4 separate regions of the Mus musculus genome follow, and regions 2, 3 and 4 are each linked to region 1. A link is a contact called in public Hi-C and Micro-C data. All regions are on one chromosome and are shown on one strand. Each heading gives the region's core, a stretch centred on a gene start, on an enhancer-like site or on the middle of the called end of the contact. The rest is flanking DNA. Distances are from core to core; before and after follow the strand shown.

The links. Hi-C and Micro-C count contacts between places; a contact is called where the count stands out from the background.
Region 2: a Micro-C map of the G1E-ER4 cell line shows a contact between it and region 1. The contact joins two enhancer-like sites. A contact is called at or near these places in 7 of 484 Hi-C or Micro-C datasets (the G1E-ER4 cell line, adipose-derived mesenchymal stem cells, embryonic fibroblasts and 4 more) and 1 of 115 datasets of contacts at active chromatin or transcription factors (large pre-B cells).
Region 3: a contact with region 1 is called in a Hi-C map of the G1E-ER4 cell line, with 4 times the contacts expected there. The contact joins two enhancer-like sites. A contact is called at or near these places in 11 of 484 Hi-C or Micro-C datasets (the AML12 cell line, the BV-2 cell line, the G1E-ER4 cell line and 3 more).
Region 4: a Hi-C map of the G1E-ER4 cell line shows a contact between it and region 1, with 2.0 times the contacts expected there. The contact joins two enhancer-like sites. A contact is called at or near these places in 6 of 484 Hi-C or Micro-C datasets (the AML12 cell line, the G1E-ER4 cell line, nephron progenitors and 1 more).

What each region holds. Positions count from the first base shown.
Region 1 is chr14:66,375,265-66,382,880 of GRCm38.p6, reverse strand. No RefSeq gene overlaps it. Among named protein-coding and RNA genes, the nearest start is that of Stmn4, 35 kb to the right of the region's middle. Within about 2 kb of position 2,835, at least 26 of the 459 cell types and tissues checked have an H3K27ac peak or open chromatin away from gene starts, as enhancers often do. A contact at or near this core is called in the G1E-ER4 cell line, where this site is marked.
Region 2 is chr14:66,196,435-66,204,050 of GRCm38.p6, reverse strand. The region is part of intron 2 of Ptk2b (PTK2 protein tyrosine kinase 2 beta); the gene reads left to right. Among named protein-coding and RNA genes, the nearest start is that of Gm52098, 22 kb to the right of the region's middle. Within about 2 kb of position 4,055, at least 121 of the 459 cell types and tissues checked have an H3K27ac peak or open chromatin away from gene starts, as enhancers often do. A contact at or near this core is called in the G1E-ER4 cell line, where this site is marked.
Region 3 is chr14:66,558,868-66,566,483 of GRCm38.p6, reverse strand. No RefSeq gene overlaps it. Among named protein-coding and RNA genes, the nearest start is that of Adra1a, 73 kb to the left of the region's middle. Within about 2 kb of position 4,898, at least 19 of the 459 cell types and tissues checked have an H3K27ac peak or open chromatin away from gene starts, as enhancers often do. A contact at or near this core is called in the G1E-ER4 cell line, where this site is marked.
Region 4 is chr14:66,516,063-66,523,678 of GRCm38.p6, reverse strand. No RefSeq gene overlaps it. Among named protein-coding and RNA genes, the nearest start is that of Gm41184, 47 kb to the right of the region's middle. Within about 2 kb of position 4,183, at least 1 of the 459 cell types and tissues checked has an H3K27ac peak or open chromatin away from gene starts, as enhancers often do. A contact at or near this core is called in the G1E-ER4 cell line, where this site is marked.

The sequences.
Region 1 (7,616 bases), core at 1,586-4,085:
ACATATATACATATATATACCCATATATATGTATATGTATATATATATTAAAAAACAAAATCAGAAGAAAGACTAGATAAGTATTTAGGCAATTTCATGATGAGAGGACAACATAACCCCATTTGTCTCCATTCAGGGACCAGGCCTGATTTCAAAAAAAGGTACCAGCTTTAGGAACAGCCCATAAAATCCAGAATAAGATCATAAAATCCCCTCCCAAAGAACAGCCTGGGAATAAGCACAAGAATGGGAAACATCTTCTCTCCAAATGAGCCATCTGTGCTGGGCAGCCCTATCTCATCCTTCAGTTAACTGTTCATGATGTAGAAATGCAGACCACTGGCCACCCTGTAAACCCCCCCCCCCCCCCGCTGCCCCCAGCCCCTGCGTCACTCACCAATGAAAGCTTAGATTACCTAATCCTTCTAGAGAGTTCCCCTGGTGGTTCCCTATAAGAAGGCCTGCACACCTTTGTCCGGGGTTGCCATTTGGGAGAATGGTTGACCTCCCTGCCCGGGCGCATGCTGGATGTTTCTGAAGAATAAATGCTCTCTGTCTTCGAATACTATCTGAGTCTGGGGTCTTCTTTTAGTGGTTTTTTGGACCCTTACAGTGATAGCAGAAAACCTTAAAGGGAGGCTTTCATCGACCCTGCTGTGTGAGAATGTTAAGTATCTGTGCCTGAAAACAATGCAGAAATAGAGAAAATGGAAGTGCACGCCTTCCAAGTGTACTCCAAAAGCTAAAACGTCACAACATTAAGAGAAGGCAAAATAATAAGGGGAGAGAACCAAGCCCAGAGCCTAATATAAGTGAGGGGTACTAACAGAAAGCTCTCAAAGGGACAGGATATCAAAAAATGCACTTAACTCTGTAGTAATGAAAAACGTGAATAAAACCAATGGAATTTGGTTCCTGGAATCTATGTTTTAAAAACTGTTAATTCCCTAGATGGTACGGGAAGTAAAGGAAGTTTTGGTCAGCCCAGGTGTGAACACCAAGAAAATTAGGGAAAGAGAAACAAAGAAAATGGAGGAGGGGGGAAAAAAAAACAGGAATATGCCCGCATGCGCGTCACAAAAAGCCAGGAGCTTCGTGCTGGGATTTTTTTTGTTTTGTTTTTTCGAGACAGGGTTTGCCCTGGCTGTTCTGGAACTCACTTTGTAGACCAGGCTGGCCTCAAACTCAGAAACCCGCCTGCCTTTGCCTTTGTAAAGGTGTGCGCCACCACGCCAGGCGCACTCGGATCTTCTAAGGAAGCACCCTTATCAGCCACTTTCCAGGAGCAATGGCGGCTGCCAAAGAAAGCAGTAGCTCTGCTGCTCAAGGGAGCCAATGTCTGCCTAAAGCCAGGCGGTGACCAGAAGGGAGTGTCTGGATTAAATCGAGAAAGCCGGTAGTCATTTGGGAAACAGCAGCTGTGTGCTTAACTCTTAGCTGGAAAACCTGGAAGGGCTTAGAAGGGTGATGACTCCTGGGAACTTAAGAAAAGAGGACTGGAGAGACTCCACCGCTTGACTAGGTAGGCACTGTGTACTCAGAGGCCATGGCTGTACTCAGATGCCTGAGCTAGAACAGGGTCACTCACTGCCAGCAAAACGTTTTGGTAGAAGGAAGGAGAAAACTAAGCCTACAAAGAAAGAACTTTCTTTTCCCGGAGACCACAGGAACTAGCAATCCCAACCTGGGACCAGAAAGCAGAGCAAACAGAAATAGGTAACAGATGTCGTGATTTATTTAATCAATATTTAACTGCCGGTAACAGCAGGAACTGAGTGTCTTCTACAGAAAGAGCCATGTGAGCAGCTCAATGATTAGGGATTGAGATGAAAGACCCAGATGTCTTCCTGATTCGTGTTGGGAGTTGTTTGTATAAAATCTGAAAGCTACATGCAAAGGACCCATTCTCAACCTGTGGGTCAGGACCCCTTGATGGTAGAACAACCGTTTCACAAGGCACCTAAGCCCATCTGCATATCAGATATTTACACTATGATTCATAACTGTAGCAAAATTACAGTTATGAAGTAGCAATGAGATATTTTTATGGTGGGGAGTCACTTACAGCACGAACTGTATTAAGGGGGTAGCAGCATTAGCAAGGTTGAGGTGCGGTGATCTAAAGGAATATACATGTTACAAAACAAAAAGCAAGTGTTGTCCTACTGACTAACAAGTCAGATAAACTTGGAATAGCTGAATATGGAGGTCATTGATTTTCATGTAGGTTGTTAATTAAAGCCGTTAATTTGATCCACTAAGTATTTAAAAGAGCAGCTCATTGATTATCAGTGAAATCTAAGACAAACTGTCATGGGTAATGAAAAGATCCTAAGTAGACGGCAATTGCCAGCTTTTAAAATAACTGGAGGTTTGATCGAAAGGAACCCATGAGTGTAAAATTGACTGAAGGGGTTTTTAAAAAATATGAATAAATGCCAATACAAGTTCAGCCCACACAACAGAAGCGGGACAAGTTGGTAACGGAGTAAACGCTTGGAACAACAGCAGGCAGTGTTTATTGTCAATTTGACAGTCTAAAGTCACCTGGAAGATGGGCGTGCTATGGAGATTATCTTTATTGCATGGGGCAGGAAGACACGCCCACAGGGGGTGGGGCCATTCTCTGACTGAAATCTGAGACTGTAAGCAAGGAAGAAGTGTGCTGAGCAGTGGCACCTATGCCTTCGGTCCTTCCCCTCTGCTTTGGACTATGACTACTAATGTGACTATCAAACTCAAGTTCCGGCCTTCCAGACTTCCCTGCAGTGATAGGCCACGATCTGGAGGTGAGGGCTAAAACAGACCCTACTTCCTTAAACTGCTTTGCTGGGGTATTTTATCACAGCAACGGGAAAGGGAACTAACACAAATGGTAAATAGAACAGTGGCTGTTGTGGAAGACCGTAGGGGTTGGCCAGAGCCAGGGACCCTCCCCTTTTGACTAATTATGTACCTCCCATGGAAGAAACAAGCTGATCCTCTCCTCCTAGGTCTCCTCCTCCTCTTCTTCCTCCTCCTCTTCCTCTTCCTCCTCCTCCTCCTCTTCCTCTCCCTCCTCCTCCTCTTCCTCTTCCCTCTTCCTCTTCCTCCTCCTCCTCTTCCCTCTTCCTCTTCCTCTTCCTCCTCCTCCTCTTCCTCCTCCTTATTTCTTTTGAGGATAATTTGATTCTTGTACAAATATTGCTGCCTTTGTTTGACTTTGGATTTGGACAAACCTAGAGTCAAAAAATGTCCCCTTATTTATACTTTACAAGTTGTCCCATATGAGGCAAGGCACCTCCAGCCTTCATCTCTTCTTGGTAAAATGGGGCTGGTAAAACCCATCTAGTGGGCTTTAAGGCTTAAACTTAATCAAGGATTCAATAAATAGCAAAGTGACTGACAAGGAGCTGGACACTTGGTTACTGTTGCCTGTCTTTTAAATGTTCCTGCTCCTCTCATGGTCCCCTAGCAATAAAATCCAGTGGCCTTCCGGAGTGTAAAGAGGGGTAAGTCACAGGAAACGCCTTCAACATTTGGAGTGGGTCTAAAACATTATCAGCCTAGCCAAGAGTGTCAACTGGTGCATTCCTAAAGCTGTTGGCAGCCACTGCCCTAGTGGACTAGGGCAATTGTTCTTTCCACAGTTTGAGAGGACCAGACCTCCCTTTTCACAATGAAGTGCAGGGAGGGTGACTCCCCTCCCCCACCCGAGAGGCAGTATGTGTGAGCAAATTCTCAGTCCTTTTTTTTGTTGTTGTTTTTAAAAATCTCTTTTAATAAGTTCTGTTTTATGATCAATCACAAGTAGGTTATTCATGGGAGAGGAGGTGCCTCTCTGGGGAAAATACACTAGCAGAAGATTGAATTTAAAGCATCAGAAACGATGTGACAAGATGTAAAATAATACTATGCTAACCTACAAATGACTTATTAATGCTGTGGGCCATGTCTGGGGCGTGGCCTCATTTACCCAATAAAATTTATGGATGGATAAAGACATTAACAATGAATAATTTCAGTCTGTGGTATCCATGGATACATAGCTCAATTGGAAACCATTTCTTAGGAGTTCATAGGCAGCCATTAATAACCATTGAGTCTTGGCCACACAGCCTTTGACAGGCTAGCTTATCAGAGCTCCACGCCTTGCTGGAGAGACTTATGTGAGCGCAAGGCTACAAGGAAACCTACACTTAATGAATGTCTATTAACGTCTTGAGGAGAAGATGAGGAGTGATTAGCTGAGAGAGTTAATGAATTGTCTGTTTAAGTGGGTTTACGAGGCAAATGAGCGTGTGGAGGTGAAATAGGACATCCAAAGACGTTCTGGCTCAAGTACACTGTGAACCTCTAAAGCATGAGCATGCAATATTTCCCGAGCTTGTCAGATGAATGGAGCCTTTCTTCTCAGAGAATTTTAATGAAAACCACATTGAGAAATGTGGGGAATGGAGATAAAACATACAGAAAATGTAAACAAGTCAGATAAATATGGTGCACTTGTGTGCATGCATACAAATTGTGTGTGTGTGTGTGTGTGTGTGTGTGTGTGTTTCTCTCAACAGGATACTTTTATCCCATAAATAACAACAGCAGCAGAATAGCTTCCTAAGCAGGCTGCACCATACAGCATTTGCATGACCTCAGTTTGCCTGCCATTACCATCAAAGGAAGAAGCAATCCGATAGCTCATTGGCATCAGCTCTTGCAAAGCTATAAACATCCCAAGACCCCTCGTCACCATGGCAACCTTATCCCTAATTACCAACTGTAACAGCTATGGTTGCAGTCGCCTCTTTTGTGCAAATTTGTCCTGGAGAATTCTGGGCGGTTCCCGTAGTAGAAACAGTACGAACGCCACCTGCTGGTCATATTCCTGTACTGCGCTAGCTCCCTGTGATCTCTGGGGTCCAAAGTCAAAGCCAAGAAAATAAAGCAAGATGAACAATCATCAACTCCAGAAAAGGGGTTCAGGGAGTGGGGGAGGTTTGGGGGAACGAGGGGTCACGAGGGAAAGTGACTGTGTGTAATTTTTACAAAAATAAACTTCCGTTCTTATCTTAATAAAAGTAAGGGTCCTGGAAACAGTGACAAATCTTCAAAGCATGATAGAAAGCTGAGATGGGAACATAAAAATTTGAATGTGAAAACACATGTGTTTGATATTAAGAAATGTATTGGAGTCCGTGTGAACTCCTAGCAGAGACCTGCTTTAAGTGCATTAAATACTGTCAACTTGCTTTAAGATGGCAGTGTAGAAGCTGGGGAGACCCTCACCTGCAACCCCTGCACTTGAGAGGCTGAGACAGGGAGGAACTGGCATTGAAAGCCACCTGATGAGTGAGATGCAGATAAGCCTGTGAGATGTAGCAAGACCCTACTGCATAAACTTAAATGGCAAAATGTGTCTAGAAAACTGCTAAGTGTGATTATCAGATATGAAGATACACCAGACTGTCACAGACCAGCTTAGGGAAATTAAAAATCGGAGCCCTGGGGTGGTGGGGAGGAATGCCCATAAATTCCCCTGGATGCTTATTCGCTTAGGATAAAGTCCTATCATCTATCGAAAAATGATACTATTAACATATGTTCTCTTTATTTTGTTATTATTCTTTCTCCTGTTTCCTCTGTAGTAAAAACATTTCTGAATTTGTATTACACAATGGTTAAAATTGGTTTTTTCTATGTTGATTCCTATGCATGTCAGAATTCTGATGTGCAGCATTCTCTAATGTCAGTATTTCTGTGTTTCTTTCTTCCTCCTCTCAGCCCACATTGTGTCTTAGTTCTTGTTACCCTTGTCTTTGATTTGCTTCATGGCTTCTTGAATTTCCACCGCAGAATCTATTGACATTGGTTTTCTTTTCCTTTTATATGAAAATTACCATTTCTCTCAGAGTAGCCCACCTGCCTGTGCAACTAAGTGTAATGAGAGCCATTATTTGGTGCTTTGATCTTTTTTCACGATTCTTATTGGTTTGGGCGGGGGGGGGGGGGGTTGGGGTTTAGAGGGACAAGGTCTCAGTCTGTCCCCGTGGCTGACCTAGAACTTGTGAACCTCTGCCCCAGTCTTCTGGATGCTGAGATCACAAAGGCACATGGCTGCCTTAGGCTTCTGAGATCACATACACACACACACACACACACACACACACACACGGGGGGGGGGGGGAGTGGGGAGTTAGCAGGCCTCTGTGCAGGTTTTTCCCGTGTGTTTACACATCTTTGAACACAAATAGTTTCTGTGCCCCGAGGTGGAAAATTCTCCTTTAACCCTTTCAGTGCCCTAGAATGTCTGAAGAACCATCGGCTCCAAGACATACAACAGCGATGCGCTCCGCCACCCAGTGATGCACACAGCCTAGGTGACAGAAAGTGCAAGGGGAACACCCACAAGGAAAAAAGAACCCTAGAGTAACCCCAGAGGCAAATCCTCCTGATCCATCCACTGTGTGCCTCAGCAACATTTCCTCCCACAGATCCTGTGCTGGTTTTAAAGGTTGGTGTCCCCAGAGGGCTGCCTGAGGCCTTTCCCTTGTTTATGGTGTGTTGTTTGGTTTGTTTCATTTGTTACTATAACTCCAGGAGGTTTGACCTTTCTTAAAATGAGAGCACTCAGGCCAATCATTCAGTCCCAGTGAAGCTGAGCTCCAGTAGGGAAAAGGCCACAGCCCTTGAAGTTTCTCGTGGGAAGGAGATAGGGCCTTTATTTGCCTTTTTCATTAGTTTGACTATATTTTATCTGTTTGTTGTTTTGTTTTGTTTTGTTTTGTTAGTATACGAAGTGATTGGTCTCACTATGGGATCCTCAGACATACTTTGATGTGTGAATCCTTGTCCCTGTCTCCTCCCCTGCCCCATTTCCCACCCCCTCCTCCACACTCTCACCCCTTCTCTGACTCCCTTACTCCCTCCTCCTCCTCCCCCATCTCTCTCTCCTCTCCACCTCCTTCTCAGTCCCCTCATCTTTCATGTCTTGTTCTGTAATCCTCTTTCTTCCTCTTCTCTCAACCTCCCTTAATATCTTTTCCCCTCTCGTGGGTCCCATTCTAGTTCCATGACCCATACACACACCCTTACGCTGAGACACACACATAAAAATGATGAGAGAAAGCATGCAATCTTTGGTTCTCTGGGTCTGCGATGTTCCTCTGCTTACGATAATAATTTATAGCTTCATCCATTTCCAGCAAGTGCCATGCTTTTGCCTTTCTTTAAGACCTAATAAAATTCCATTATGTATGAACCATATTTTCATCATCTGCTCCTCTCCTGATGGGCGTCTAGGCTGGCTCTATGTCCTGACTATTTTAAACAGGACAGTGGTGAACACAAATGAGCCTGCATCTCTGGAAGAACTTAGAGTCCTCCTGATGCTGCTGCTTGGGACCCTGGAATCTACCAGAAAGGTCTGTTGGAACCATTTGACCTGCCCTAGCCTCGGGAAGATAAGAAAGACAAGTGGAGCAACTGCCACCAAGCTCTTGGCTGACCATGATGACTGTCCGAGTCAGCATACAAATACAACTCTCAACAGAACAAGAGATAGTTCATTCTGGAGCCAAATGTGAGTGATCACAGCCCCAGGTACAGAGATGTGGGAGACCTCAAATTCAATATTCCAATGT
Region 2 (7,616 bases), core at 2,806-5,305, 180 kb after region 1:
CTCCAGAAAATCAAATAACCCCATTAAAAAATGGGGCTCAGAGCTGAAAAAGAATTCTCACCTGAGGAATACCGAATGGCAGAGAAACACCTGAAAAAATGTTCAGCATCCTTAATCATCAGGGAAATGCAAATCAAAACAACACTGAGATTCCACTTCACTCCAGTCAGAATGGCTAAGATCAAAAACTCAGGTGACAGCAGATGTTGGCGAGGATATGGAGAAAGGGGAACACTCCTCCATTGTTGGTGGGATTGCAAGCTTGTACAACCACTCTGGAAATCAGTCTGGCGGTTCCTCAGAAAAGTGGACATAGTATACCGGAGGATCCAGCAATACCTCTCCTGGGCATATATCCAGAAGATGTCCCAACCGGTAAGAAGAACACACGCTCCACTATGTTCATAGCAGCCTTGTTTATAATAGCCAGAAGCTGGAAAGAACCCAGGTGCCCCTCAACAGAGGAATGGATACAGAAAATGTGGTACATTTACACAATGGAATACTACTCAGCTATTAAAAAAATGAATTTATGAAATTCCTAGGCAAATGGATGGACCTGGAGGGTATCATCCTGAGTGAAGTAACCCAATCACAAAGGAACTCGCACAATATGTACTCACTGATAAGTGGATAATAGCTCAGCCTGCTTTCTTATAGAACCAAGACTACCAGCCCAGAAATGGTCCCACCCACAAGGGGCCTTTCCCCCTTGATCACTAATTGAGAAAATGCCTTACAGTTGGATCTCATGGAGGCATTTCCTCAACTGAAGCTCCTTTCTCTGTGATAACTCCAGCTGTGTCAAGTTGACATAAAACTAGCCAGTACATGGATCTTCCAGTAGTACTATGTCCAATTTTTGAGGACCCGCCAGACTGATTTCCAGAGTGGTTGTACAAGCTTGCAATCCCACCAACAATGGAGGAGTGTTCCTCTTTATCCACATCCTCACCAGCATCTGCTGTTACCTGAATTTTTGATCTTAGCCATTCTGACTAGTGTGAGGTGGAATCACAGGATTGTTTTGATTTGCATTTCCCTGATGATTAAGGATGTTGAACATTTTTTCAGGTGCTTCTCGGCCATTCAGTATTTCTCAGTTGAGAATTCTTTGTTTAGCTGTGTACCCGATTTTTAATAGGGTTATTTGATTTTCTGGAGTCCAGCTTCTTGAGTTCTTTGTATATATTGGATATTAGTCCCCTGTCAGATTTAGGATTGGTAAAGATCCTTTCCCAATCTGTTGGTGGCCTTTTTGTCTTATTGACAGTGTCTTTTACCTTACAGAAACTTTGCAATTTTATGAGGTCCCATTTGTCGATTCTTGATCTTACAGCACAAGCCATTGCTGCTCTGTTCAGGAATCTTTCCCCTGTGCCCATATCTTCGAGGCTTCCCCCCTCTATAAGTTTCAGACTGCTAATTTCAAGTTTTTAATCTTGACTCTTCTCTCTGTAAATGTGAATGCCCCACTGTGCTTTCTCTGTGATGAAACAAACTATGGCAAAGCAGGCATAGCAGCACTTAGCTATGATCCCAGCTTTGTAGGGGTTGAGAATCATCAGTACCAGGACAGCCTGAGCTACACAGTGAGACCCTATATCCAAAACAGAACAGCTTTGTGAATAATCATTGGCCATGGAGCCTAAGTCCTTGTAGAAAGCAGGCAGTGGCTAACAAGACCAGCAGTGCCCCGATGAGACATTGGTGCTGCCCTTCTTGAATTCCTACTTTGTTTTCTTTTTCTTTAGAATCATGTTTGTTAGGAGTTCTGAGACTTCATAACAGGTGGAAGCTTAAGTAATATTTTCCTCTAATATGCTAATTTGCTCGTCTAGGAAAGGGATTAAGACAACACCTTGCAAACAAGAATCATCCTTCACGCTTTTAAAAATCTGCCTTCTAGTACCTTTTCCTTTTCTTTCCCTTCCTTCCCATCTCCAGCTTATTTGCAGGTTGGGTGACCATAGTCCTCGGTTCCATCCCAGTTTGTATGCACTGTCCAGGGATGATTAGCAGTGCCTTGCTAATATCAATCCAACCATGAACTAGAGGGCAAATTTTACCATCACCCAGGTCTAAGTGCCATGCTCCTCTCTGATCAGGATGCTGAAGGGCTAGTTCGCACTCTCTTCTCCTTCTAGCTGACTCTTGCTAGTACATTCTGTGTGCATTAGAACTTCTGCTTTTCATATGGGAGAGCATTAAGCTAAGGGTGCGCTTGTGCCTGTGATACAATGTATCTTAAGAGTTGCTCTCACCCATGTGATGATACAATGTATCTCAAGAGTTGCCAGAGCCCAGCACCATCTTCATCCTAGATCCCTTTTCAAGGCCCTACCTTGTACAAATATAAAGTCAAGATTTATTTTTTACCAGGTGTAGTGGCGCATATCTATAATCTCAGCACTTGGGAAGCCAAAGCAGGAATATTTCTGGAAATTTGAGACCAGTCTGAGTCACAGAATAACTTTTGGGTTAGCCAGAAATACATAGCAAAACCCTGTTTTAAAAGGGGACAGGGCTGGAAATATGACTTAGCAGTTAAGAGAACTTCTTCTTGAAGAGGACCCAGCACCTATGTGGGGATTCACAAGTCTGCAATACAACTTGTAAGGAATCTAATGCCCTCTTCTGGTCTCTGTGGGCACCAGCCACTCATGTGGTACATACACATACATACAGACAAGCAAAATACTCAGACACATAAAATAAACCTTTTTAAAAAACACGCACATACAAAGAAAAAAAGAAAAGAAGGAAAGAATTTATCTTGGTTTTGTCTTGAAGTCTTCTGGAGCGTTCGTTCCCCACCCTGTCTCGATGCATTCCTCCCACCCATGGTGGGCTCTCCAGATTGCAGATGTCCTTTGGGTGCTGCTTGACACGAGGAAGGTGGAATCTAGCTCCCCAAAGCAGCAGGCTCTGCACCCACTTCCACTCACTACATGACCTGCCCATCCCCACAAGCCTCCCAGACTCCCCAGAGGAAGAAGATAAAGGTATTGCAATACATAGCCCTGCCCTAACTTAGCAAGACACTTACCCCAAGGGCTTCAAATTTAGTCCTGTCACCTAACTAGATACAGGGAATTAGGGGATGGATGCTTTTGTACCCCTTAATTCGTATGTTGAAGTTCTAATCCCTAATATGATAGATAGGAACATAAGACCCTTTGGAAAGAACTAGCACTGAATATTAGTGTGTTCCCCAAAATACCAGTGTTGAAACTTAATATTTAATATGGCAACATGGGAAGGCAAGGCCTTTGGGATGCGATAAAATCATGAATGGCATTAGAAGTCCTTAAGAAGGGGTTGAGAGCCCAGTGAGCTGGGCCAGCAGTTAGGATTGCATACTGCTCCTGCTGAAGGCTGAAATTTGGTTGCTAGCACCCATATCAATGGGTCACAACTGCATTTACTCCAGTATCAGGGTTAAAAACCTAAAAACCTCTTCTGGCCTCCATGGGCACTATACTCATGCATACAGCTCTTCCTCCCATACATACGCACATAAGTAAAAATAAAAATGTAAACATCATTTTTTAAAAGATGTCACCCTGGCCACCCCCCTCTCCTATGTGAGGATCGAGCATAGGCTCCATCTTGAAACCCTTGCCAGATGCTAGATCTTTGATCCTGGACTTCCCAGAACTGTAAGCAACATATTTTCACTGTCTATAACTGATCAGTAAGGAACTTTGTAGCGGCAGAAGGGACAGATTAGCACCAGAGCCAGGGCAGGAGCTCCCTAAGGCTGGCAGGCAGTCCCAGGCCCAGAGGCCATGTTCTTTGTCACCTAAGCATTCCTCACTTCCCTCCTTCAGAGGCACAAGGGCAATGCCTCAAGGTTGGAGGAGCTACAGAAAGAAAGGGGAGGGCTCCCTGTCCAGGAAAGCTACTCCTGAAAGAAGGCTTAGCCCATATCAGGCTAGCCCCGCCCCCGCCCCCGCCCCCCCCACATAAGACCAGCCCATGAAACAGGCAGGAAGGGCTCAGCCAGGAAACCACAAACCATCACCACAGAGTGACATAAAAAGAGGCACATTAATACACACTTCTTCTTTTCCGCACCCCTTCTCACTTCCTGTGTGTGCCTCCAGCTCCTCACACATACAGACACTCACCACACTGAGAACAAAGAAGATGTGAAGCCTGATGGGTCTCTCTTCGTTTATCTGTATGCATAGACTCGTGACGTCTGCGAAGGAGGAGGCAGGTGTCGGTGCTGCTGTTCTATTTTTGATCCGATAGTTTCGTGGTTGAATATCCTCTTGAGAGCTTTTATCACTTCGGAATGAATGCTTTCAGAGTGAAAAGTTGTGCAAACTTTAGTATTTTTCTCTGCTACCACTAGTTGAAAAATATCAGCCCCCTGAATCGAGGATTCAGAACTTACGTAGCTCTTGTCTTTACTTCCTAACCCCGCCTTAATAGGTTACTAGGAATCAATGGTTAAAACAACAGGAATGTTTCTCTCACCGCTCTAAAGACTGGAAGTCCCAAGTGCAGGTGTCAGAAACACATCTGGTGACTCCTACTGCTCCTGGGCTTTGGTAGCATCACTTCACTCTGCCTCTCTATTCCTACTGCCGTCTTTACCATAGCTCTCATAAGGACACCCCTGATTAGCAGCCACACAGAAAGTCCAGAAAGACTGTGAACTGAGTTGTTCGACTTAATTATATCTATATAGAGCCTCTTTTGAAATGTGATCTAAGGGTGAGAACATGGGAATATCTTCTTGGAGCAATCGATCCCCTGTTAGCTACCTGGTTGAAATTACTAGTGTTACCTTCAGGTATGTGCAGTGAGTTTAATGTAAAGGTGTTTCACATACATATTACCTTGACACCCAGCTGGGGTCAGGGAACTGAGCCCAGATGATACAAGTCTGTCATTTCCCCCCATTGCTAAGGGTCTCAGTTACCAAAAAGCCTGTGTGCTGCCCTGCCCTGCATCTGATTTCCTGTGAGGCTGTCAGAGATATGGTGCCTTGTCACTTAAAAAAAAAAAAAGATTTATTTTTAGTTATGTGTTTGTTTTTTCATCTGTGTGAAGGTATGCTAGGTTTGTGTATAGGTGCCTGCAGATGCCAGAAAAAAAAGCATTGAACCCCCTGGAGCTGGAGTTACAGTGGATCGAGTCACCTGACATGAGTGCTGGGAACCTAACTCTGGTCCTGTGGAAGACAGGACACACACTGCTATTGAGACTTCCTCCAGTGTAACTTTGTCATTTCCTAGATAACCACATCCTATTCCTTAGCTTATGATGTTAACTTCAATGGTACCCAAGTTTTGAATGTGATATACAGTCTTCTGTAACACTCTCCTGCTCACCTGCCTGCTCTCCATCTCTACCGGCTATCCAGATCTTAATCTCTTGAAGCCCTCTTTCTAGAGACTAGTTAGAATTCTACTATGCTGTTGACACCAAGACTTGGACATGAAGATTGAACTTCAGTGGCCCTGGGTGTTAAATGGCCACATGCAACAAAGAATCTTTTTGCCCCGTTATAGTTAGTGTCACTATTGATATGACAAAACACCATGACCAAAAGCAAGTTGAGAAGAAAGGGGTTTATTTGGCTTGTGCTTCCACATTGTAGTCCATCATGAAGGATGTCTGGGCAGGAATTCAAACAGGGCAAGAACCTGGAGGGAAGAGCTGATGCAGAGGCCATGGAGGGTGCTGTTTACAGGTTTGGTCATCATGGCTTGCCTAGTCTACTTTTTTTTTTTTTTATAGGCTCTAGAAACACTAACCCAGGAATGGCACCACCCATAATAGGCTGGGCTTTCCCACGTCAATCACTAATTTAGCCATGCCCTACAGGCTTGCTTACAGCCCAGTCTTATAGAAGCATTATCTCATTTGAGGCTCCTTCCTCTCCAGTGACTCTAGCTTGTATCAAGTTAACATAAAGCTAGCCAGCACATGCCCCAAATGTCAACAGCACCCTGATCAGACTCACTAATGCAGATTATTAGGCACTATAGCAAATGTAAATACTCTAGATCCATCCCCCACAGCCAATGACACTCTTCCGTTGTTCATTCTGAAGCAAGGCATGTGACCCATCCCCCAAGCCAACTTCACAATGTATTATAAAGTCATTACTTTAAAAGGTATCAGAGTAGCGGGGAACTTTTATTTTATTTTATTTTATTTTTGTAAAAAAGTACATTAACCTGCCTGGTACTTTCCTATCTGCTTTTTCTTATTCTTTCTTCCTCCTGAAGCTCATCTTAGCATTAAGAGCTCTTCCTTGTGGCATATTAACAATCAGAAATTTGAATAGAACAGGTCTATATTTAACAGAGTATTTTTATTTTTGAAGACAACCCCTATGCTCCAAGTCAGTTAAAGATAAGACGCATGTTACTGTCTCAAAATCTTTTTATTCTTCCTTTTCGAAGTTCTGTCTCCATGTAGAACAAAAAAGGTAATGAAGACACAGCTGTGTTGGGCTTAATGCTTATGCCATAAAACTCTTACAGTTCTGTGCTCTGGGCAGAATGAAGTCATTTTCCTCTGGACTATTTCTTCCAGAGGGCAGGTATGGCCAGATCAGCTCTAGGTGTGGCCTGATCATCCTGGGATAATTTTTATTATTTATAATCTTCTTTCTGTTCCTGGTAGCATCCACATCCACCCAAGCTATCTCATCATTACCTATGGTGCCATCATAACTACTATTTATTGAATAGCTAATGTGTACCAAGCATTGTCTGAGCTCTTAATGTACTTGGAATGTACATAAGGCAGGCCAGTCACAGTTATGTGTCATACGTCAAAACACCTTAGTCTGTCAATTAAAAATAACTGGAAATAAACGTAAGCCTGCACTGGTGTCTCTTGGAGAGTTATCACGGGAAGATTCTTTTTGAGGCAGGACACAGTTTTTGGAATCCTCAACCAATCACTGATTAGAACTCAAAGAGTGTATGTGTCCATCTGATCCAAGATCAGACACAGACAGTTGTTTTAGACCTATTTTGCCAATGTCTTTATTAAATACCTAGGAGTCTTAACAAAATACCCCCTGTAGTGTGGCTGAAGACTACAGAAATGCATCGCCTTGTGGCTCTGAAATCTAGGAAGCCAAGATGAAGGTGTGGGTAGGGCTATGCCCTTGAACCCTGTGGAGGAACCCTTGCTTGTCTCTTCTCCAGACAAGCATGAGGACTAGAGCTCAGACTCCCAGCACCTACGTCAAAGCTGGTGGGCACAGAGCACACCTGTGAGCCCCCACTCTGGGGACTGAGACATGGTGTCTTCAGAGCAAGCTGGCCAGATAGACCAGCAAAATCAGTGAGTGCTGGGTTCAAGTGAGAGACCCTGCCTCAACATATGAAGAGGGAGAATGTCTTCTGGAAGACACCTGGCATAAACTTCTTATCTCCACATGTACCTACACACATGTGGATATGAGGACATACATGCATGCACACCACACAGATATAAATGAACATTAGAAAGTAAATATACAAGTCGTGACAGCTATGACATCACTAGATGATGTCACCTCATGAGACTACTTTCTTAAATGTGGTCTACCACCAGCTGAAAAGTCCTCACCTAGTGTATGTGGGTGTGGGGACAAG
Region 3 (7,616 bases), core at 3,649-6,148, 180 kb before region 1:
CAGGCCCCACTTTATAGAGGTTCTACCATCTCCCAGCAGTGCTATATGAGCTGTGGCCAAACACATGAGCCATGGGAGACATTTAAAGCCCAAACCATCCCAGTCTGTGCTGTATTGTTGATCTTGGGTAACTTGTTTGTTTGTTTGTTTGTTTTTTGAGACTGGGCTTCTCTGTACAGCCCTGGCTATCCTGGAACTCACTTTGTAGACCAGGCTGGCCTCAAACTCAGAAATCCTCCTTCCTCTGCCTCCCAAGTGCTGGGATTAAAGGCGTGCGCCACCATGCCTGTCTGGGTAACTTATAAGGAACAGAAAAGTACTGGCTCGTGGTTCTTGGGGTTGAAGTCTAAGATGGAGGATTGACATCCAATAAAGACTTTCTGGCTACATCATCCTGTGGTGGAAGGTGGAGGGGAGGACATGAGAGGGTGAGAGGGACGAAGAATCAAACTCTCTTGTGCCTTTGCAGAAAACATTCCCACAAGGAACCCACATCCAGCATTATGGCATTCATCTGGTCAGGAGGACAGAGCCCCCAGGGCTATGCCTTTCTCGTGAGCCCCCATTTCCAACACTGTTGAACTGGGGCCTATGTTTCCAGTATGTTTTGTGGGGGACACATTCACACTACAGAACAGCTGGATATGAAGAGCTGACTCCTCTCTTTGGGGTGGGGGTGTTCTTGGAAATGCTGTTACTGTGTTGTGCATGCTATGTTGGAGAACATGCATGCCAGCCCAGTTTTCTTTTATTGCTTGTTTGTTCTTTTTGTCTAGAGGTCAGAGGGTTGCTGTTGTTGTTTTTGTTGTTGTTAAGATCAATTGCTTTTCCTGAATGTGTACCAGAATTATCATATTAACATGTGAAATAAATTTTCTGAAACACACACACACACATGAGGGGGGGAAGAGGGAGAGGGAGAGGAAGAGAGATGGGGGAGAGGGAGAGATTCTTATCTATGTTAACAGAGTTGAGTTGAGTAGATAGCCCTGAGTGGGTGTGGCACCAGTTCACAGGCAGAGCCTTGGACTGTAAGAGCAGAGAAAGCGAGGTGAGGGGACGTGCACTGTATACTTCCTGCTCTCGACTGTGACAATCAGCTTCAGGTTCCTCCCTTGAGTGTCCCACAATGTCAGGCTGGACTGTAACCTGCAATTGTAAGTTGAATAAGCCTTTTCTTCCCTAAGTTGCTTTAGATCAGTATATTATTGATCAGGTATCATAGCAACAGAAGCAGAATTAGAAATGTTTGTGCACACATAGATGACATATGTCTCTATTATGGGACTGTTTCACTTCAGGACAATTTTTAAAAAATTACAGTCTTAAGTGTTAATTCTATCTTGTGAGCTTTATTTTCTTCGAAAACTCCAAATATAAAGCTTGCTCCATCGTGCAGAATCTGTGTTTGGCACTGTAAAAGGGACCGAGAACCTGTGACCAGATAGGTCAAAGGCTGCACGGGAGAACCCGACGCTATCATTCTGCGAAATGGAGATAGTGTTAAAATGATTCCTAATGACCTGCTGTCACACCCATACGTCAGAGTGTCTCTCAGCCCTCATGAGAGAGGCTTCTTCTCTCTGCACGTGCCAATTAACACGGAGAACACAACTGGTCAACATTCCGAGCGTAAGACTTCAGAGCTATCAGGTCAGCCCTATATGAAGAATGGAGAATATATATCACACTCCTTCCCACAGGGTTTGAAGATATTCATGGGAAGAAGAGCAGAATGATTCTAAGAGCCAGGATGGTGGAAACCGGGCTTGCTGGATTCAACAGGTCAAGTTGCACACAGCAATGGTGATGGCTCGTCCAAGACTTGCACAAGCTCCGTCCAGAGGGAAAAAAAAGTCCACGAATAATGATGGAGGAAGGTAGGCAGGTCCCACCAGTAGCTGGAGAGGGACAGTCTGATGTCTGTAATGATGCATCCCCCGGAAGGCTGGCCACACACTGACACAGGTCCCACTCTCAATACTAGCTGGGCAAAACAAAACTCAAACTTAGGGAGGAAGGTGGAAAGGGTGGGGATAGGAGGAGCTCGAGGTGGAGGAGAGTATGCTCAAAGTATGTTGTATGAAATTCTCAAAGAATAAGTTTTTAAAAAATGTTTAAAAACCCAAATATACACATTGAATCTTCTGTTCAATCTTTTCGACTACTTTCTGTGTACTCCTTTTTCCTTTTGTCTTATTTTTGCCCTTGTGTTTTTAACCTGCTTTCTCTATTATATTTCTATAATTTGTATTTGACTTTATTCTGTTGACAACTCAGATTTATTTTCATTTCGGACTCCAAGCATTGCTTTTTCCTTTCATCTGCATCCTGGTCTTGATTAGATTTTGCTCAGTTTCTTTTCTGTGTTTTGTACATCTGTGCCTTAATTTTTGATTATAACTGTGAGGATTTAGAAATAATCTCTATCAGGTGTTTGATGGAGGATATTTGTTCATTTAGAGGTGATGCTCGCCCGCTCTTCCGTGTCTTTCCTGTAATCTGATGGGGAGTTTCATCCTCTACTGTCTCCTCTTACTCTCTGTACACAGTAGGTCTGACCGCTCCTCTTCCAGGTATACAACGGTCAGCGTAGTAAGTGTGTCCATTCACACATGGCCTTTCATTACCACATCTCTCCAAAGAGACTTCTCTGTGTCCTTTGCCGAGAGATGCTCCTCTGCACCAGTCTCTGCCGCTCCCCTCGCCCTACCCCCTTTAGATTCGGTTTATCTGGGCATTTCTGTGTTGGGTCGGAGAAGGCAGTCTTGACTGTGCTCCTCCGCATTTCCCTGACATGATCTACGGCCCCAGTTCCCACCCCTGCTCCGTTTGGGGCAACTGCTGCAGCTCCAGGTCTCTGGAAGTTTGGGGTCTCATAAGTGATTTGCCCTTGATAATATCGTCTGAGTCTGTAATGCTGAAGACGTGGGCTGTTGGTGGACTTATCTCCAGGCTCAAAGTGATCTTAGGTAGTTGAGGAATTTTCGGTGCACAGATGCGTTTGCTAGCAACAACCATGTTGCTAAGCACTGTGATTTCCTTCTCCCTATTTATGTCCCCACATCTTCCTGATTTCACATGGCAGCTGTGAGAGGAATCTGCTGGGACCGGACTCCATTTGTGGCCACATCAGGTCGCTTCCTCAAGAGGCACCTTTGCAGACCCGTTTTTAGCTCCTCCCTTCATCTCATCCCCTATGCACTGTATCTGAAACCAGTTTCTCAGAGCCTGAGCTAGGTAGGCTCCCGATCTGAGGACCCAGCCTCCAGGCGCCTGATGAGGTGTAAGGGAGAATTGGAAGGGGGGACACGCTGCCTCTACAGTCTTTTTTCCAGGACCTAATCCAGTGGTTTTGTGTGGGGCGGGGGGGGGGGGGGTGCAGTTAATTGTCTACGGGGCTCACAAGCACTTCTGTAGACACTTTGAATGTCAGCTCATTTAATCCCCCAACCACTTTGATATCACCCAGGAGCGCACTGCTGATAGACGGACACAAGCCTGGCTTCCCATCTGGATTTCATGATAAGTGATCATTTCCACACAGTGAAGGGTACTTACTCTGGGTCTGAAAACTGACTGATAATTTTATATAGCATGGCCAAATATGTGATAATGATTATGCATGTGAATGTTGAGCATGTGGCACAGAAATATGTTTTAGCCAATGATGGACCATGTGTACATTTCTCAGCAATACTGCAGCCATTTCAGTGTGTCACTACATTCTGTTATGTTTGCACAATGGTGAGAGTTCTCATATCCTTATTATTAAACAATATGTGTCTCTACCTCTCTGCCTGTGCCTCTGTCTCTCTGTTTCTGTCTCTGCCTGCCTGCCTGCCTGCCTGCCTGCCTGCCTGCCTGCCTGTCTGTCTGTCTGTCTCTCTCTCTCTCTCTCTCTCTCTCTCTCTGTGTGTGTGTGTGTGTGTGTGTGTGTGTGTGTGTGTGCAGGCACGTGTATATTGTTTGACTTAAATGAACTGTATTTTCCAGTAATCTTTACATCTCTCTTTTCTGGTCTATGTAGAGATGAAGAATTTGTTTATATTTTTTTTCTCAAACTAACAAACAAGAAGCACACCAAACTTCCCATAAACCCAAAGGACATAATTCTTTGCTTTCTGCAGTGTGCTTGCAGTCAGTTGAATTAGGAAAAAGTTGACATTGTGGGGGAACAGACAGCCTAGGTATGGTGAGTGAGCCAAGTGCTTCTGGAAGGACACTGAATGCCAGCTCTCTTAATCCTGACATTTATCCAAGTGTGGGTATTAGGTCGGGTGCCATCTACATTTCTCTTGTCTCTAACATCCACTAATTCCAGTTGCCCCAGGGCCACCTACAGTATACAGAGCATCACCCATATACACATCCTTGTTTGTTACCATATTCAGTTTTGTGCTATGGCTGTAAGCTTGTGGTTTGGATTCTATATGATGGGATGCTTAGATTGGAAGATGAATCTGGATAATGATGAGATTTCCTTGACAAGTAAGACTATGATAATTACTTATTGGCACAGCTTGTCACCTAGTGAGATGACAGTGGCCTGATGCAGAAGGCTTATGAGAACTTGCTAACCGCAGGCTCTTGTGACTTAGAATCACCTCCTGCTGAGTCACGTTCTTCTAATGGCAGTGAATCAGCTCTCATTTGAATTCCTCTGCACTCTTTCCCACCTAATATCCTTGCTTTCTGCAATATAACTTCCTTTCTGCAACTTAAAGGTTGGAGATTTTTAACTGGAGAATTGCTGAATGACTCGGCAATTACATCTTGAAGGATGTGCCAAGAGTCATTGGAAACATAATTTCCCCCAGACTTACAGGACAGGACCCAGTGACACAGAGTGTCCTTTACAATGACGATAGAGCTTATGCTAGCTAGATCTTTAAATAGGCACCCGATCTTCAAAACCTTGACTCAAACCCCAGGAGTCTGAACATCATTATATTAAGCTTGCCTTGAAATCCAGTTTCACTTCAGTTGATTTATTGCTCAATTAAGAATATTGAAAAATGGCCACTTTTCCTTCCCTATTTTATAGGGATTGTGCTAGTGATGGCTTTAGACAGTTAATACACACTAAATATTATTGCACTTCTGCATTTTAGAATCATAGGCCATCTATCCTCTTCAGGGGATAGATATTAGAGTTGTCAGAAAAGAAAGCCAATGTTCCCTTCCAAGGCAAATAATTTTAGAGATAATAAAGCCTTAGAAATGTTACAAGGCATTGTGCTGATAAGGAAACGACAGTTGACTGTATCCGTATTCAGGTCACAGATATTTTCAGTTATTTTTCTTGGTGTATCTTAGATTGAAAATCAGACAATCTGTGAGCAGTGATAATTTTTCTCCCCCATCGTTACTTTAGTCGGTCCATACTGAATTGACATTTCCAGATGATGATGAATGTTACTGTGAGCCATGTTTGATTCTTGATTTTCACTAGTCAGGAGATTGGCAAATGTTACGGTTTGGAAACTTCCCTCTCACATGCATAAAAATGTAATCCCAGGTCCAGTAGGCTTGATAAGTACCAGTGAGAAGGAGGTGTTCCACAAGAACAGAGACCTTAGGAGTGGGCTGGTGTTGTATCATGGGAGTGGGCTTGTTATAAAAGCAGTTCCTTCTTGTGTGCCCCTCCTCCTTCCATCCACCATGACACAGCAAGAAGGTGCTTGGCAAACACCATGATCGCTTTTAGACGCCTCAACCTCCAGAGTCAGGAGCCAAACAGATTCTAGTGTATAAATTCCCCAGGCTTGAGTAGTCCTTTACAGCACTGCAAGATAGAGGATGACAGCCGTCAATGTAAACTATACTTCATTGTGTTAAAAAAATAAATTTTATGAAGAGGAACTTAGAAGCGAGACTAGATATTGGATAAGTTCGGTGAGATTTTCTACAGCAATAGAGACTATGGTTGGTATGGCTTGTCCTCCAAAGGTTCATGCTCAGAGAACTTGGTCCCTAGTGTTGAGACAGTGAGCTTGTTAAGAAGTGGGATCTGGTGGAAGGAAACTGGGTCGTGAGGGGGAGGGGGCTTACTTTACTGGTGAGGTTGACGCTAGCATGTAAGATCTAGAAGTGGATTAGGACCCAGGAGAATGAGTTGTTTTGAAAGAAGCCTGGTTCCCTTCTCACTCTTCGCCTGGCTTTGCAGATGTTTCTCTTCTGTACAGCCTGTTTCTGCTTCACAGCTGGGTTTTCATGAAACCAAAGGCCCTCACCACGACACCAGCACTTTGCTCTCTTTAACCTTCTGTCTACAGAGAGGTGAGTCACATAAACCTGTTTTGTTTATACTTTTATTCAGTGTTTAAGAATTTTGTATGACCACACAAGACATTGGGTGAAACCTTCATTTTATGCTCTGTTCCTTGATTAATGGCCAATAATTCGGCTAAGAGTCTGCTCCTAAAAGGCCTAGTTACAGCCTCCCTCAAAACCCATCTACAGGAAATTAACCACTGAAGGCTAAATATGAAATACCGGCAAGTGTTTAGTCAACATCACCTCTCTCATGGATGCTCCATCAATGTTATAGATGACAGTGGATGCTAGAGGGTCTTGTTGGGCAGACATAGGACTGATGCACCCTGCTGTATTCACAAACCTCTTTACTTCCCTGTTTCCAAATCATAGCATGTATAATAAACAAATGGTATTAACTAGAGTGGGCTTCTGAATTCTGGGAGCCATTCTTGCAAGTTACTAAATCCTCCTCCTAGCTTTATAGGCAGTCATATGGAAGCTCCAGAGGAAAACGACACCTAGACTATCTTTGTCAGGAAACGGGGGTAGAATTCAATCTGTAGGCAACTGTACTAACTCTGGCTAGCTAGTGTCAGAATTGAACAATGACAATGAATATTCCATTGGTGGTCAGAGAGTTAAACGGTTGTTGGTATTTCCTATTTGGCATCTAGAGGTTCAATGGCTAATTTCGTGTAGGTGTGTTTTGGGGGAGTCTGTGACCACCCTTTTTAGGGGCAGACTATACTTTGTCTTCTTCTGTCAGTTTGTACTGGGGATGGAGTTTCCTAACTTACCAAGCCTGAGCCCAGTGCATCTCTCTGCAGCCACAGAAAAGGGATGTAATCTGACCAGAAGGAAGAGAAAGGAGTCTGCATAGGTGCAAATATCTGGCACAGAGGGAACCATGAACCTATCGCTGATTGCCTCAGTGGCCTTGACCTAGTGCTCGTGTGCTGGTATGTTTGCAGTTTTCCTCTCTGCTTCCCACCTTTTGTTTTCTAGGGTAAATTAAATTTTTACACTTTTTTTCTTTATAGTTTGGAAATAAAGTGCTTCAATTCTATTCCACTAGAGATGACATTTATTTTTTTACTTGACTTATTCCCCCCGCCACTCACACACACTCTTACCAATGTTATGATTGATACATAGCTGTCATTTGTGTCTTCCTAACAGGACGTAAGGATTTTTACTTTTTAAATTTCCTGTGGTGTTGAAAGAAAGATGTGGTCTTAGATTTTAGATTCTGGATCATTACCATAAGAGCATATAAAAATGTATCATTTTTAAAAATAGTATACTCAACAACAATAAAAATCTAATTCACATTCAAAACTGGGCAAAGGCATTGA
Region 4 (7,616 bases), core at 2,934-5,433, 140 kb before region 1:
CACTGGGAGGGCCATGAGTTCTCAGCATAGTGGAGACTGTATGTATGTATGTATACACATACATATACATATGTGTGTGTGTGTGTTGTGTATATATATATATATATATATATATATATATATATACATATATTTATGAAAGCAGAGAATACTCTTAGGTGCTTATATGCCAACAGAGTGTGACCTTGCTGAAGAACCAAACAAGCTATGAGAATTGTTCCCAGAGTGAATTACATAACTGAGACACCCACTTGGCCCTGAGTGTAGGTCTGGGACACCCCCCCCCGCCTCCATTTTCCTTTGGCTCCTGATCTGTATGCCTCTTCTGAGGTCACATTACATTTCTTTGCATGAACATAAGGAGAATATGAATATAAGGGGAGGAGACCTGCAGACCCTACCAGCCACAGGGCATGCTTTAGGTTTTTTTCCTTGCTCCTAGGAGTGTCTTCAGGGCTGAGGAACTACCACCCCCTCAGGAAATAGATTGCTTCACTCTCTTTGCTTGCACATTGCAGACACCACTTGATCTGTTTTCCAGTCGCATAAATGCACCGCAGTGGGAAGGATGGAGGCCAAGTCCCTGTGCTGCTGAGAGCTGAACCCAGCCAGCTCAACTGGCCATTCTGTCCAGCTCTTCAGCTCAGAAGGGAGCCAGGATGTTTGTGTGTGCCCATTTGCCTTCCTAAGCTCTAGCTTGCTGCTTGCTGCTTACTGCTTGCTGGAGTAACAGGCTATGAATTCACAATGGAATCAAACGGCTCCGAGGGCTCCTGTCTTGAACAGCAGCGGCAGGTTCTGTAAAGCCACTAGAAACACAGAGGAAGAGGTCTTATGTAGCAATCAGCTTCCTATGGAACTTCCAGATCCTTTTGTGCCCAATACAGTTGGAAATTTCCAGTGATTGTCACCCTTGTTTCCAGGAGAATCAAAAAGGTTGCAGACTGTGCGATGCAGTTAATGACAGTTTAAAGAACACTGGCAAGCCTGCTGCCCATTTTCTAGGTCTTGGATTTCTTTTTTATTCTTGACACGCAACACATAACAAATAACCTGTCTTGGTTTGAACTGATTAATAGTGACTATGGAATTCTAGTGGTCCCTAGGCCAGTCTTTGTTCCAAGGGAGACATTTTCCTTTGCTGGTGTCATTTAGCTTTGATAACTGTCTCCAGACCACACCCCTTATATGAAAGAACATTTGGCACAATTCTAACAAAGAAAAGCAGCATCCAGGGACAGCTGGTGGCATCCTGACTGCAGATTCCCTGCTCTTTGTGACAGTGTTTGCAAAGCCTGTGGGATGTATGAGCATCACCTCAATTTGAAGCAATTGTTGGGCACTTACAGTGTAGTCGGTAGGCTACTCGAGCTCATTTTACAATCCAATGAAAATAGAAGCTGTGGGAGCTAAGAGTATGCCATAATCTCTGCACAGGGCAAGAGGCGTTCACCCCAGTGTGTCCTCTCTCTATCTATTACCTTTAATGGCCACAGAGGAGACAACGGCTAACCGCCACCCCAAACCTATGCTCTGGTGTTTCATCCCTTTGAATACTACATTAGACAGCTGAATTGTGTCAAATAGCACCTTACGTTGACACAGTTGGCTGTCACAGTCACTGGGGCAAAGGTCAGCCCCTGTGAAGCAATCTTAACAGGTCAAGCAAGGAAAACCCTTTAACCCAGACCTTTGGCCCATTTGTTGAGAACAGAACTGTTGTATCTATACATGTGTACATTCTGCCTTCACACATTTACTCTTTGCTTTTTGTTGGCAGATGGGAATCATGCAGCACACGAGGTTTTACAATGACATTTCCATATCTGTGCACAATCTACTTTAATCTTATTTATCACCCGTTCTTCCGGAGAATTTCCCCCTCTCCTCTTCCTGTCTCTTTATCTCCTAATAAGATCCTTCCTACATTCATGTCTTTAAAATGTTTTATTTCTAGATGTCCATAAAATAAAAATATGATATATTTGTCTGACTCTGACTTCTTCACTCAGCAGAGATTACCAGATTCTCTCATTTTCCCTCAATTTTCATAATATTGTTATTCTTAATGGCTGAATAATACTCAGAGGGGTGGTGTGTGTGTGTGTGTGTGTGTCCCCTAATAAGCGTCAACTGTCAACTTGACACTGACAGCCTAGTGCCATCTGAGAGGAAAATCTCAATGGAGGGACGGCCTACATTAGACTTGCTTTAAGAAAGTCAAGTTAAAATCTAATCCCCTGCAATAATAAGTGAGAGCAGGCCATCTCCTAGAGCAGGTCATCTCCTAGAGCAGGCCATCTTCTAGAGCAGGCCATCTCCTAGAGCAGGTCATCTCCTAGAGCAGGTCATCTTCTAGAGCAGGTCATCTTACAGAGCAGGTCATCTTACAGAGCATGTCATATTCTAGAGCAGGTCATCTTACAGAGCATGTCATATTCTAGAGCAGGTCATCTTACAGAGCATGTCATATTCTAGAGCAGGTCATCTTACAGAGCATGTCATATTCTAGAGCAGGTCATCTTACAGAGCATGTCATATTCTAGAGCAGGTCATCTTACAGAGCATGTCATATTCTAGAGAAGGTAATCTTCTAAGCAGGTCATCTTACAGAGCAGGTCATCTTACAGAAGAAATCCTGTCTGATGAGATGCATGTCAAGTTAATACTCATGCTTGCTCCTGACAACCACACAGTGTGTGGAAGCCTCCGAATTCCAGTTACATTGTCAGGTGATGAGAATTGAAGAAAAGAAGAATCACTTTTCTATTGGAATAAAACAATACTCACAGATTCTAATATCAGGGATGCGTGTCCTGGAGGACATCTCTGAGGTCATTCTTCCCCCCCCCCCCCACGCCAAGGGTTATATTTAAATATTCATTTAGTTCCATGGCCACATTGTGTTTCAGTCAATGTCATCATTGGCAAGTCTAAGTTCAGGATTGTTTATCTTATTTTATTTTATTTCATTTTATTTTATTTGCATTTGTGTATGTGTGAACGCATGCACATGCATGCATGTGTCATGTGCACATGTGTACCTTATTTCCTTGAGATGTGGTCTCTCCCTGAACTTGGAACTATGCTAGCACCGAACAGGACCCAGATTCTCCCATCTCAGTCCTTCACAGCACACACAACCATGCCCAGCTTTATGCTTGGGTGCTAGGGATCTGTATTCTAGTTTCTATGCCTGTGCAGCTCGTGCTTTTACTCATAGATGCATCTCTATGGATCCTGACGTTTGGATTATCAAGAAAAGCGGCCTACAGTCATCATGGATGCTATTACAGATGGAGAAGAAGGCAAATAGAATCTGTTAGCCAAAAAGATCAACCTCATCATGCCGCAGTCGGAAGAGGAGCAGGTGGTGGGGGAGATATCAAAATGGGATGAGAAGATGAAATATTTTGAAAATAGACGGGAACACAAAGATAATAAAGGTTACCAAGAATTCATCTCACAATGACAACTACAATGTCCCTGAGGCTGCTTTCTTGCCTTTGGGCGTTTGGGGCTTTGCTTTACAAAATCCTTTGTGCTTTTAATAGTTTCCCATAAAATTACTTTTATTTTGTGATTGTTTCAAAAGCAATACGTAAGTCATGGGGGTGGGGGAGAAAAAGCACCTTAATGAAAAACAATCCATTTTCCAAACACACAAAGAAATACCCATGTTTAACATTTGATGTTTATATTGATTTTTCCATCCAATGTATTAAGTGACATTTGGAGCAACGAGAAAATAAAGTTCAAAAAGTTCAGACTGGGAAATGAGCACAGTCGATGTGTGAGATCAGGGAACTGATATTTTTCTTCTCAGTTCTCAACACTCATCACAGGCCGTTTTTGTGATGAGAGTTTGGTGGTGCCCCTCACAGGGTGATGCTCCCTGTAGATAGGGAGTCGGGCCCCACAATTAATGGCTCAACCACACAAGACTATCTCCAAACTCAGATGTCAGCTTCAAGCTGTAAGTTAGTGGCAATGGGTCTGACATGGCAGGATACTGAAGGCAGCTATAACATTCACCCCTCCCCGCCAAATTCAATTCATTTGCTAGGGAAGCTCACAAAACACAGGGAAGCGCTTTCCGAACAGTTTTATCAGTCTACTGGATTAACAGGACTTGTTATAGAGAATGCAGATAAAGGACTCGATGAAAAGTCCAGGGAGTGAGATCCAGAAGGACCAAGAGTAGGAGTTCCTATACCATGGGTTTGGGGTACACAGTCCTCCTATTGTGTGGGTGTGTTAGCCACCTAGAAGTCCCACACACCCTGTTCTTCAGAGATTATCCCAGGGGCTTCTTCCCAAAGTGGATCTGAGTTTCCAAGCTTCTAATCACACGATCCTTTTTGTGATGATTCCTTGTCTAAGGGTCCCCAAGGGGATCACAAATTAGAATAGAAGTCACTTCTAGAACCCCTGCAGCTTCTGAAGTGTCAGGTTTCAGGCAGTCCATCAGGAAGCGCATGTATCTTGCACACTAGAGTATCATAGTTGTTTATAGACAACACCTTGTCCTTTCCTGGCAATAGGGCATTGTTTTCATTTTATGTGTATGTGCATTTTGTTTGCATGTATGTTCACCATGTGAGCCAAGTACCCACAGAGGTCAGAAGATGGCATCAGAGCCCCTGAAATTGGAGTTACAGATGTTTGTGACCTGCCATGTGGGTGCTAGGATCTTTGGCAAGAGCAGCAAGGGTTCTTAACTGCAGAGGCACCTCTCCAGCCCCTCAATAAATCACATAAAAATATGCTATCTAAAGACATGAAATTGTTTTGTATTGTTATTATTTGTAATTTTTGTTTTAATTTAGAATGACACAGTGATTGCTTTGCATTATTAAATATTCTGTTAAAATTAATTTTTAATGGGATACTTTGATCTACTTAGTAGTTTCCTGTCATTGGGCATTAATTTGTGTGCTCTAACAAAGAATGTTAATAGTAGAGAATAATCTTTGCACTCAGTGTGTGGCAATTATTTTCATCTATAGCTTACAGATGTGTAACTCACAGAGGTGAAGTATTGGTAGAAAGGATACATTATATTATGTAATCTACCTATGTGTGGGATTATTTTACTGATGATGAAAAATTCAAGGCTGGATGGTATACCTCAGAGGTAGAGTTCTGAGTTAGATGCCCAGAACACAGAAAATATGAAAGCAAAACCAAAACTAATATAAAGATGTAAATTGTTTGTCATTTGCAGATTTGCTACCTTTGATTTAACATACATTATGTAGGAGACATTATTCTCATAGCTTTATGCATGCCTCAGTCTATCAATGAGTTCATAATGGGTTATAAATGCAATTGCATTGATTGATTTTATGCGCGCGCGCGTGTGTGTGTGTGTGTGTGTGTGTGTGTGTGTGTGTGTGTGTGTGTGCGTGCTCATGCCTCTATGCTTCTGTCCACATGTGGACTCAGAGAATAGCTTCCTAAACTGAGTTTTCTCCTTCCAACCTGTGGGTTCCAACGAGCAAAGTCAGGTTGTCAGACTTGACAGCAAGTGCCTTTTCCCAGGAGTATCTTGTCCGCCCTCCTAGGAGCTTTCTAGATGGCCAGCCCTATTGGGATGTATTGGGAAGACACTAGCTCCTGCTATCTGCCTCTACTCAAGTAGATTTTGCCTAAAGAAACACAATGATTGCATCTGTATTTTTTGTTTCAAGCAGAGCTTCCCAGTCCTGATGTAGAAGCCTCTGATATGATAATGTCCACGGCCATGTCAAACCAGGCAGTCGGAGCACCGATAGTTTTTGAGGTATCTAAATATTCCGTGTATTCAAAGACTGCTTTCATTCCTAAATTAGTTCTTTTTGAGGGTCCGAATTTTTCCAAGAACAGCACAAATAATGGGTTGTTCATGTTATTGAATTCCCTGTGTCTTAGATAATCAATGTTTATAGGACAAGGTTCTCTGAGCTGATGGAAATACAGTCAGAAAGTGCTGGGTTTTCCTCATATTTTCTTTATAGTTTTATTTAATGTTACTATGTACTCTGCTTGCAATTTATTATCTTGAAAGGGCTTTTTGCTGGAATCACATCTTGCTTTGATATGTTACCATAGCAAAAAAAAATAGCTAGCTGCCTTTAAACCTTTAGAATTAGTCTACCCTCTCCAGGAAAGATGAGTGCTAAGGGTCAGAGTTCACACTGTGAAATGAAAATACAGAACTCAGGAACAAGGGGTTGTGAAGGGGCTCAGTTGGTAAGGGGCTTGTCTTGTATGCCCGTTATCCCGGCTCTGCTATGGCAGCAACAAGAAGGTCCCAGGATCTTGACGGCCAGGCACCGTAGTTGAAAATACATGCTCCAAGTTCAGGAAGAGATTGTGTCTCAAAAATAAGGGAAAAGATACTGAAGAAGACACCCAACACTGACCTCTGGCCTTCATTTACACTTAGACATATGTCCATATGCACATGAACACACATACACACACACACACACACACACACAGAGAGAGAGAGAGAGAGAGAGAGAGAGAGAGAGAACCCCAGTTATGTTTTCTGCATTTTTAATCACTTATTTTAATTCTGAAACTATATGTGATTGGATACAATCTCTTCCAATCTTTGAAATATATTCCATGGTGGGAAATAAGGTTTATGCTGCATGTGTAATGTAGAAAAATCAGTTTCTATCCCTTCACCCTGCTAAGGTTAGCTGTGGTAGTGAAATGAGTCAGTCCCTGAGGCTGGTCAGCTCTATCAGGTTGAACAAACTCTCACGCAGATGTCCTGCACCATGTTCTCATCTATTCATCTTAATCTTGACAGCGACATTACTAGATGAATATTTCTTACAGTCATTTGAAGTTAAGAACATTGGGATTTGCAAAGATTTGTCAAATAGTCAAACTGAGTTATATCCAATCGGTTCAAAGCTGCAAACCTAGTTCGGTTGTTTCAGATGAAAAGATTTTTCTTACTCTCTCCTCCTCCCTGCTTGATAGCCTTTGAATAATTGAGAGCATCGTGGGTGTTAGATACAACGATGGGGATGAATCTCAAAGACATATGTTTAGCAAAAGAAGCCAAGCACAAAAGCGTATGTTCTGTCAGAGTCCGTACAAATGAAGTCCAAACACTACAGGCAAAAGTAGTCCTTAAGAACAGAAGCAGGGTGCAGCTGACACCTGTCAGAAGGCATGGCTGAGAGCTTAGGACATTTCTGGAAGGCCGATGAAGGGACTTTCCATGATGGATGAGGATGTTCTGCATCTTGTTACATGGTCCTCCTCAACTGACAGAACTCCTAGTCCCAACAGCTTAAACTGTGTTCTTTGCCTGGTGCTGACAGGTCTCCATTTAAAGACAGGAGAGTATTATATTTAAATGACTCAAAGTGTAAGGTCTATCACATGCTTCCCTGGAGGGCTGTGAAACGAAACCACATGGATTTTCTACTTTGGAATAATTAGCAGAAACACTGTCTTCAACTACAGCTTGGCCTCTGGTTTGGGTGGAATGGAGAGAGGCAAGAGAAATTTGAGCTAGTAGATGCCGTGCCCCAAGTCCCCTAATCTCATCAAGAGACTGTACTGTTGATCTATCTTATTTTATTTTATTTTATTTTATTTTATTTTAT